3 separate regions of the Sus scrofa genome follow, and all the other regions are linked to region 2. A link is a contact called in public Hi-C data. All regions are on one chromosome and are shown on one strand. Each heading gives the region's core, a stretch centred on a gene start, on an enhancer-like site or on the middle of the called end of the contact. The rest is flanking DNA. Distances are from core to core; before and after follow the strand shown. Region 1 overlaps SLC7A2 (solute carrier family 7 member 2). Region 2 overlaps MTMR7 (myotubularin-related protein 7). Region 3 has its middle 20 kb from the start of SLC7A2.

Region 1 (2,700 bases), core at 183-2,682, 190 kb before region 2:
GAACTGTGTGACAATACATTTTTTGTTATTTTAAGACACACAGTTTGTGGTACTTTTTTATGGAAACCTTTGAGAACTAGTATACTCCTTTATACTAAATGTTTCTGGAAAACAGGGTCTATCTATTACTCGCATGCTGCATTCCCTGTGTACACACAGGGACTAAAACATAGAGAGGAGTGCAGTACACATTTGTTAGGTGAATAAATGACTCATACTTGGTTTGTCATCAACTAAAACCCTCAGGTATTTTTTTTCTCAATGATATATACATAGACTATCTATATAGCCATAGCAATGCCAGATCTGAGACAAGTCTGTGACCTAATACACCACAGCTCATGGCAACACCGGATCCTTAACCCACTGAGAGAGGCCAGGGATCGAACCCTCATCCTCATGGATACTAGTTGGATTCATTTCTGCTGTGCCACAATGGGAACTCCAATGTCACTGCAAATTTAGCAAGCATGACTTTTATCTTAACCCAAGTAAATGATAAACACTGTTAAACGTGACAGGGCAAAGGACAGAGTACCATGGCATGCCATCAAGAATGTCCCTCCAAGCTGGCATCAACCCATTAATCAACACTCGGGGTACATCATGGAAACAATGGAAGATCCACATTCTTCTCCAGCTTACTCTAAAGTTATCACAACATACAGTATTAAAAGCTTTGCTGAGATGATAATATATTACATTTAAATTTCCAAAACCCATCAGTCTCATAGCCTTGTGAAAAGAGGGTATGGAGTTTCTCAGGCAAAACTATTCTTGGTGAACTTATGACACCTTTTGGAAATTGCTTACTTCTTTTCCAAGTACACACCACACATTCCTAGAATTTTGCTGGTAAACTATATCCAGCTCCCTGATCTGGGGTTTCCAGGATCTATAGTGGCCTCTATTTTGAAGAGTAACTGCCTCTTTAATTTCTGCTGCTCCCTTTCCTATACTTCAGGGGGCCTCCAAAATGACAGATGGTCACTCCACCCTCATATCTGCTCATTATTTAATTATCATGAGATGTAAGTATTCCAGGCCTAAAATTGTGAAATAGCATGAAGCAGCTATGTTCTCTCCCACTAACTTGAGCCTCAGGTTCCCTTTCTGTTCTCCCCCTTTGGTCAGAAAGCCACTCTTCTAAAGCCAAAAGCAGATCAGCCCTCCCTCAGTCACCTACTGCCACTCCTCCAAGGTCCCTTTTCTCCCACCTTTATGACTAAATATTTTGAAAAGATAAGAGCAAACATTCCGTGGCTATTTTTCATAGATTTGCATTTTATTCCTTTATCTTTTAAGTCTGAGCCCCTCAAATGAATTCCAGTGACAGCACAATGAACCCTTCTGGTTCCTCACACTGAGTATTCATATTCTGATCAAGGATGGTGACCATACCGCCATCCCTCCATATCTGCATATCTGTAGGGGATCCAATCCAGATTAGCCACAGGTACCAAACTCCCCAGATGCTCAACTCCCATAATCGGTCCTCTGTATTCACATGTTGGGCATCCGCGTTTACAGAGGGCCAACTCCATTTGTCTTTTCTTCTCTCCAAATGGTATTACTTTTTAGGGTTACTTGCAGTCCATAGAGTTCTACCCACAGTTTCTCTTGAGTATTCAGAAGTCTGATTTTTTAAAATCTAGGGTACACAGACTGAGTCCGCTAGAGGGTCATTGAGAATGTTCTAAGCAAATTATTTCCTTGTCACCGAGAGACACTTTATGATATTTACCAAAAAGTAGGGCAAGTGAAAATTCTTTGAACCTCCTAAACTCTTACTACACAACCTCCCCATTTCATTTATCTTATATCAACAAAAACCAAGTTTGTTTAAGAATCTTTCACAGGAAGGTTTCAACAAATCCCGATTGCGGGAAGGTCCCTCTTTACAAGCAGCAAAGCAGTGTTTCATCATCCACGGCCCAGTACCACTGAGTTGCTTAATGCACACCAAGCGTGAGCTGGCACACACCCAATCACTAGTGAGGCAGGCAGAAGGTGGAACTGGACCATGATCCTTTAAGGTAAGCAGCTCGTTGTCAAATTAAATCCCTGGCAAACAAATCCTTCTGGAACATCACTTATACCTCCCTTAGGACCTGCCATTCCTACAGTTCTCCTTTCTAGGACAGCTTTCTGTGAGTGTAAAGATAATTTACTGAAGAATCTGAAGAAAACACAACTACTACTAATCATTACAATGATGACTGTTGGCTACTTCCTTGTTTCATATTCTAGAGATTGTTTATTTGGTTTTTTTTTTTTAAGATTTCTAAACACTCCCTTTTCCTTCAAATCGTGAATATGTAGAACGAAAATATTCTTTCCAATGGTCTGATGAAGAGCCTCATGTAGCTTAAGACCCCCAGTGAAGGATACTATTCAACTTGAAAAGTCAAGGCAAATTTCTCTGGTGGGATGAAAGGATAACAGAAATGTAGCAAGAATATAGGGAAAATATGTGGGAAAACGGTTCCTCATTAGATTCCAACTTTAGATGCAGGGATAGAGTTTAGTTCTGAGTCATCTTTGACTCTTGCCCCAATCAATAATTTGGGGTAATTTCTCCACTTCCAAAAATTAAAGTGCTAGCCAAATGTACAGCTCAGAAAGCACAGGCAAACCAACCATGTATGCTGAGAGCTTGTTCTCAATGGAATATGTGGATCTGTATTTCCCCCCACGTCC
Region 2 (2,700 bases), core at 158-2,657:
ATCAAGTTTCAGTTTATCGGGATAGAGAACATCCATGTCATGAGGAACAGTCTGCAAAAAATGCTGGAAGGTAAACCATTTCCTTATCCACAGCATTTTAAGAAATGCACTTGAATGTTTTAATGTCAAAGTGGAATGAGATAGTCTCTTGATGTGAAAATTGTGTCTTTCTGTCATGTTGTTTGCAGGGGTGGGATTAGCGGGGAAGAATATCAAATTGCAGGTACTCTTTAGACATTTGACGGGTTTCGGTCTTATTTTTTATGCCCTGTGGAGTGGTTTTGTCCCATGATGGCTAGCTGCCAGGCTCTCTCCAATGGTACCTAACACCTAAGATCAGAGTCCACAGGGATGTTGCTTTCTTTTTCCCTCATAATACTAGTTTGACCCACGTTCAAGACCACTTGGAGATAAAGCTGTCCTGCCTTTAAAGCAATCACCAGCTGTTCTGTATAAGATGAGGTGCCAAATGGCCATTGTAAGGATGCTGGGGGTCTTGGTCCTCCTTTCTCTCAGCAGCAACCACTGCAGGGCACCCCTCCCCTCCCCTCCTGGCAGGGAGCATCACCAGATGCACGTGCTCAGGCTTCCGTGCTTGGGGAGAGGAAATCACAAAGCTGCATTATGTAATATATAGGAATTAGTCCTGTGGCCCAACCAGCCTTAAACTGATTGCCAGAAATTGTACATTTTGAGCAGAACCAGGTTCATCATGATTGGCAGGCCCGGGAGGAGTGTGTTGCCAGGCCCTACCCTTCTGTGGGAACAGAAGGGGTAAAGGAGAATGCACCACTGGCCTCTGTACTCAGGACTGGGAGAGGCTGCAAGGGATGTGCTTGCACTTCTGGGGCGAAAGCCCCAGGCAGGTGGAGCTGTGTGCAAGGGACGGGGCTGTCCTGTCCGAACAGGAAATGTGGGGTCTGGAATGAAGAGGGACAAAGAAAGTGTTGCATTGCTCTTTTCTGGGGGTACACATTTGCTCTCAGTAACTCATGCCATGCTCTGTATAATCAGAACCAGATGCAGTGAGAACCTAGTGGTGGGGCTGGAGGAACCTGAGTGTCACAGACAAGCCTGACAGCCCCCCCACAACCTCCCAATTCGTGGGATCGTTTCAGTCAGCGTACAGCTTTGAACACATCATGTCCCTCTTGGGTGGCCCTATTACCTGCTGTAAAGGGAGAGGGTTGGACTAATAATTTCTGAGGACCCTCCCAGCCCTGACAGTCTGGGAGTCCACAGTTTGATGCCCCGGGTGGCAGATAGTTTAAAATTGAGCATTTGAATGGTTAGAAGAAACTTCTTCCTGCATCTGTAAAAAGAAAACAATCCTGCCCCCAGAATGGTCTCCATCTGACTTCCACGTGGTACTTGCTGCATCTCAGACAACCTCGGGGATGCCCTGGGCCCTGAGCTTTGTACACTTCTGGCGAGTGGCCAGTGTGGCCGTCACTGCTATAAACTCTGCCTTTTAGATGTTGAAAAATTGGACCAGCGTGATACTGTCATGGAAAGGGTATCTCATTTTAGTTATGAAGTGTGTTCATGATTATCAGAATCATGAAAAGCATTTGTATGCTTTTTTTTTTTCATTTAGTAATTTCGTAAGCTGACTTTTGAGAATATATATTTTCTTCTGTTCCCAGGGGTGCTTGTAACATGGCCATTTGGCTTTTGTCTTAAAATTAGCACTTATCCAGCTTCTTATTAGGAACCATTTCCCCTGCCCTTAAACCTCTGGTCTGACTCATTATTTCGAAAGGACCAGCAAACAGCCCCAGTTCCCAAGAGGGATCATGGCACTTCGGCGCTGCGTGTCCAGCTCTGTGTCCATGTGGTAAGCAAGGACAGCTTTCTGGATGCCTTTCAGGGGACTTGACCAATGTTTGACTGTCTGTTTTTACCAAGTAAATTATAAACCCCTGGTGGAGGCTTAGCTGATGATGTGATGCAATCAGACCTGCCTTCTGAGGCTTTTCCTCCAAAGAGCTGTCCTTGGCGCCAGAGAGGTGGGAAGGTGTGACAGTCACCTGATAGGAAGAGGAATAATGCATTTCCTTCATACTTTTTCCCCCAGATTTCTTTTACCACTGTTACCGACATTATCAGAATAGCTTCTTCCTAGCAGAAATGAAAAATTGTTTGCATTCTGGCCCCAAATAGCTCTCTCTGAACAAGAGCAACAGGATATTTCATCAGAAACTGAAATCCAGGACTGAGTTCACATCCAGTGTGGGTCTTTTATAGAGCTGATTGAACGTTAACTTCGATTTCCAAGTTCTAACCCTATTTTGTGGCCCAAACATCTGCCAGTGAGATAAAAATGAAGCCTCTCAGTTACATGGCAATTTCATAGCTGATTAAGTGCTTTCCACAGAGGCTTTCCTTTTGTCATATAAATAATGCTTTTCCCCTCAAACAATAAAAGGATGCCCTATATTTTCTTTTTTTTCATTGAAACAGGCAGTAGAAAAACCTGGAATTGGCTCTTTCCAAGGCAGAGGAAACTTATCCTCAGGTGTGGAGATAGAAATCTTCTAGGGCGCCCTTTCTTTGGGAGAGGAGTTGGGGGGTGGGAGGTGCACACGGAATGACTCCCGCATCTGGGCTTTCGAGGTCATGCTGCACTGGGATACCTCCCTGTAAATCCCTGTTTTCAAGGTAGATGTACTGGCAGCGACACCTTGCTCCTTTTTTGGT
Region 3 (2,700 bases), core at 55-2,554, 130 kb before region 2:
CCCACAGCATATGGAGGTTCCCAGGCTAGGGGTCCAACCAGAGCTACAGCTGCCGGCCTACGCCAGAGCCAAGCTGCATCTGCAACCCACACCACAGCACACAGCAACACCAGATTCTTAACCCACTGAGTGAGGCCAGGGATCAAACCCACAACGTCATGGTTCCCAGTCGGATTCGTTTCTGCTATACCATGAAGGGAACTCCCAAAATCTGCAACATTTTCAACATGGTTACAAGTATGTGCCTATGTGAACAGGTGAGCAGTTATTTCCAAGCATGGGTTAGATAACTTCTTAAGATTATTTTTATGCTAATTTCCACTATATCCTCTAAGAAAATGAAGCAAATGGCAACCCAAGATGTCATAGGACAGTGGAGAACCTAAGATTTGTATTCTTGCTGTTCAGTGTTCTTTCTCCCCATTGGTAAACCATTCTGTTGTCATAGAACCACTGAAAGCTAGAGGTGAAGTCGGTCTCTGGCATGATCCAGTGAAGCTGTTTCATCCTTCACAAAAGGAAAGAGGGACCTAGGTAATTTAAATGTCTTTCCCTAAAGCCTTAACCCTATCTGGTGGAATACCCAAAGTGAAGTTTGTAACATTTTTTTGCACTCTTATTTTACTTCTCAAAGCAAATCCCGCCTGTGCCTCTATGTAATGTAGGAAAGTTCTTTGGAATTTCCCCAGTCCACTGGATGTCTTGATTCTAGGGAGGAATGTCAATGTCAGAAGAGCCCACCGCTAATGCATCACTGCTCTCGTAACAAAGGTGGCAGGTGTCCTGGGGGTCAAGGCTGAAGCAGTTGGCAGGAAACTAGTACTTGCCTCAAACATGCTTCACCACTAGACAAATACAGGATTTCAATACTTAGGACAACTTGTCCTGTAACCTTGTGATTTCAAACAGAGATGTGATCAGGAGTGTAGGTAGAGAGGTAGCAAGACAATGACTAGGCATTTGTCAAAACCATTTGTCAGCTAGATGAGATGTGTCACAAACCTGCACAAACACAAAAGACAATGTACATGGGGTACGTGATTAGAAAAGACAAATTTTCAATCATGGCTTTACCCATCTCTAATATACTGCTTATTTTTTTCTCTGAGGGATTAAAACGATATTTTTTCGATGGTTAAGAGAGGTTAGGTTAGGTCTCTATGGTTAGGTGAGGTTGAAAGAGAATATTATACAATAGGCAAAACTTTAAATAAAACTTAGGGAGAGATAAAGCAAGGCTAAATTGTTCGATCATTTTTTCCATCTGGAAGCCCTATGATTAGTGATATCAGGGGGTGTGTGGAGGGGTGTGGCTGCAGAACTGCAATCATTGCTTTCTTTCTGGTGTTGACGTAGGTGTCAAAAACTGGTTGACAAGCTTGATATGTTGGGCAATTCTTGTGATAACTTAGTTCAAGTTTCTGCTCTTAGGCAACCACCTAAGTGAAAAACAGACAGTAAATGTCCACTAGCTGCAATGCCCAGAGACTAATCTGGTTTTTCTCTGTGTACTCTATACACTTCATCCCAGTGGATGGGTTGATGCTTACTGATCCAGAGACCCAATGAAGACAAATTCTCTGCTTTACACCATTAACTGCAGTTCCATGAGATCTTGAAAATAAATGTTAAGCTTAACATTATGTCTTTAGGGAAATATATAAGGAGCTAAACAACTTTACTTAAATTAAATTTTTTTTTTTTTTGGTCTTTTCAGGGCTGCACCCACAGCATATGCAGGTTCCCAGGCTAGGGGTCAAATTAGAGCTGTAACCACTGGCCTATGCCACAGCCACAGCAATACCAGATCTGAGCCATGTCTGGGCCCTACACCACAGCTCATGCAATGCCAGATCCTTAATCCACTGAGCGAGGCCAGGGATTGAACCTGCGTCAGATTCATTTTCACTAAGCCATGACGGGAACTCCTTTAAATTAAATCTGAATGGTGGTAGCCTGATTTTGTGAGTACAAAATGGAACACTAGAACTCATCTTCCTGGGTTTGAATATAAAAATTATGCTTAATCTTCTTTGACCATAGATTTAGCTATAAAACTCATTTCCAGGACATTTTGTTTTGATGTAATGTAAAGCATGATACATAGAATTAACACTGCTGTATGTTACATATGGAAATTGTTAAGAGAGTAAATCCTAAGAGTTCTAATCTCAAGAAAAAAATTTTTCAAATTTCTTTAATTTTGTATCCATATAAGATGATGGATGCTCTCTAAACTTATTGTGATAGTCACTTCATGATGTATATAAATCAAATCTTTAGCTGTACATCTTAAATTTATACTGTGCTCAGTGTCAATTATATCTCAAAAAAAAGTGAAAGAAAAAAATCTTTTTACACTTCTCTGGGAAAAAAGTGGGCCTTTCCAAAAATAATAGAGGATACAGACACAGGCAGAATTTTTCCTTTTAAATACAAATAAATTTTGGAGTTCCTATCATGGCTCAGTGGTTAACGAATCCAACTAGGAACCATGAGGTTGTGGGTTCGATCCCTGCCCTTGCTCAGTGGGTTAAGGATCCAGTGTTGCCGTGAGCTGTGGTGTAGGTCACAGACGCAGCTCGGATCCCACGTTGCTGTGGCTCTGGCGTAGGCCTGCGGCTACAGCTCCGATTAAACCCCTACTCTGGGAGCCTCCATATGCCACGGGAGTGGCCCTAGAAATGGCAAAAAGACAAA

Evidence for each region. A called contact is a pair of places that touch in the nucleus more often than the background predicts.
Region 1: a Hi-C map of liver shows a contact between it and region 2, with 6 times the contacts expected there. The contact joins two enhancer-like sites. A contact is called at or near these places in 7 of 47 Hi-C or Micro-C datasets (brain, embryonic fibroblasts, liver and 1 more) and 1 of 2 datasets of contacts at active chromatin or transcription factors (skeletal muscle).
Region 3: a Hi-C map of liver shows a contact between it and region 2, with 2.4 times the contacts expected there. The contact joins two enhancer-like sites. A contact is called at or near these places in 2 of 47 Hi-C or Micro-C datasets (embryonic fibroblasts and liver).

What each region holds. Positions count from the first base shown.
Region 1 is chr17:5,228,518-5,231,217 of Sscrofa11.1, reverse strand. The region is part of intron 1 of SLC7A2 (solute carrier family 7 member 2); the gene reads right to left. Among named protein-coding and RNA genes, the nearest start is that of SLC7A2, 38 kb to the right of the region's middle. Within about 2 kb of position 1,432, at least 4 of the 83 cell types and tissues checked have an H3K27ac peak or open chromatin away from gene starts, as enhancers often do. A contact at or near this core is called in liver, where this site is marked.
Region 2 is chr17:5,039,423-5,042,122 of Sscrofa11.1, reverse strand. It overlaps MTMR7 (myotubularin-related protein 7), which reads left to right. Exons shown (of 15, transcript XM_003134197.6): 8 at 1-70. Among named protein-coding and RNA genes, the nearest start is that of MTMR7, 82 kb to the left of the region's middle. Within about 2 kb of position 1,407, at least 8 of the 83 cell types and tissues checked have an H3K27ac peak or open chromatin away from gene starts, as enhancers often do. A contact at or near this core is called in liver, where this site is marked.
Region 3 is chr17:5,171,190-5,173,889 of Sscrofa11.1, reverse strand. No RefSeq gene overlaps it. Among named protein-coding and RNA genes, the nearest start is that of SLC7A2, 20 kb to the left of the region's middle. Within about 2 kb of position 1,304, at least 1 of the 83 cell types and tissues checked has an H3K27ac peak or open chromatin away from gene starts, as enhancers often do. A contact at or near this core is called in liver, where this site is marked.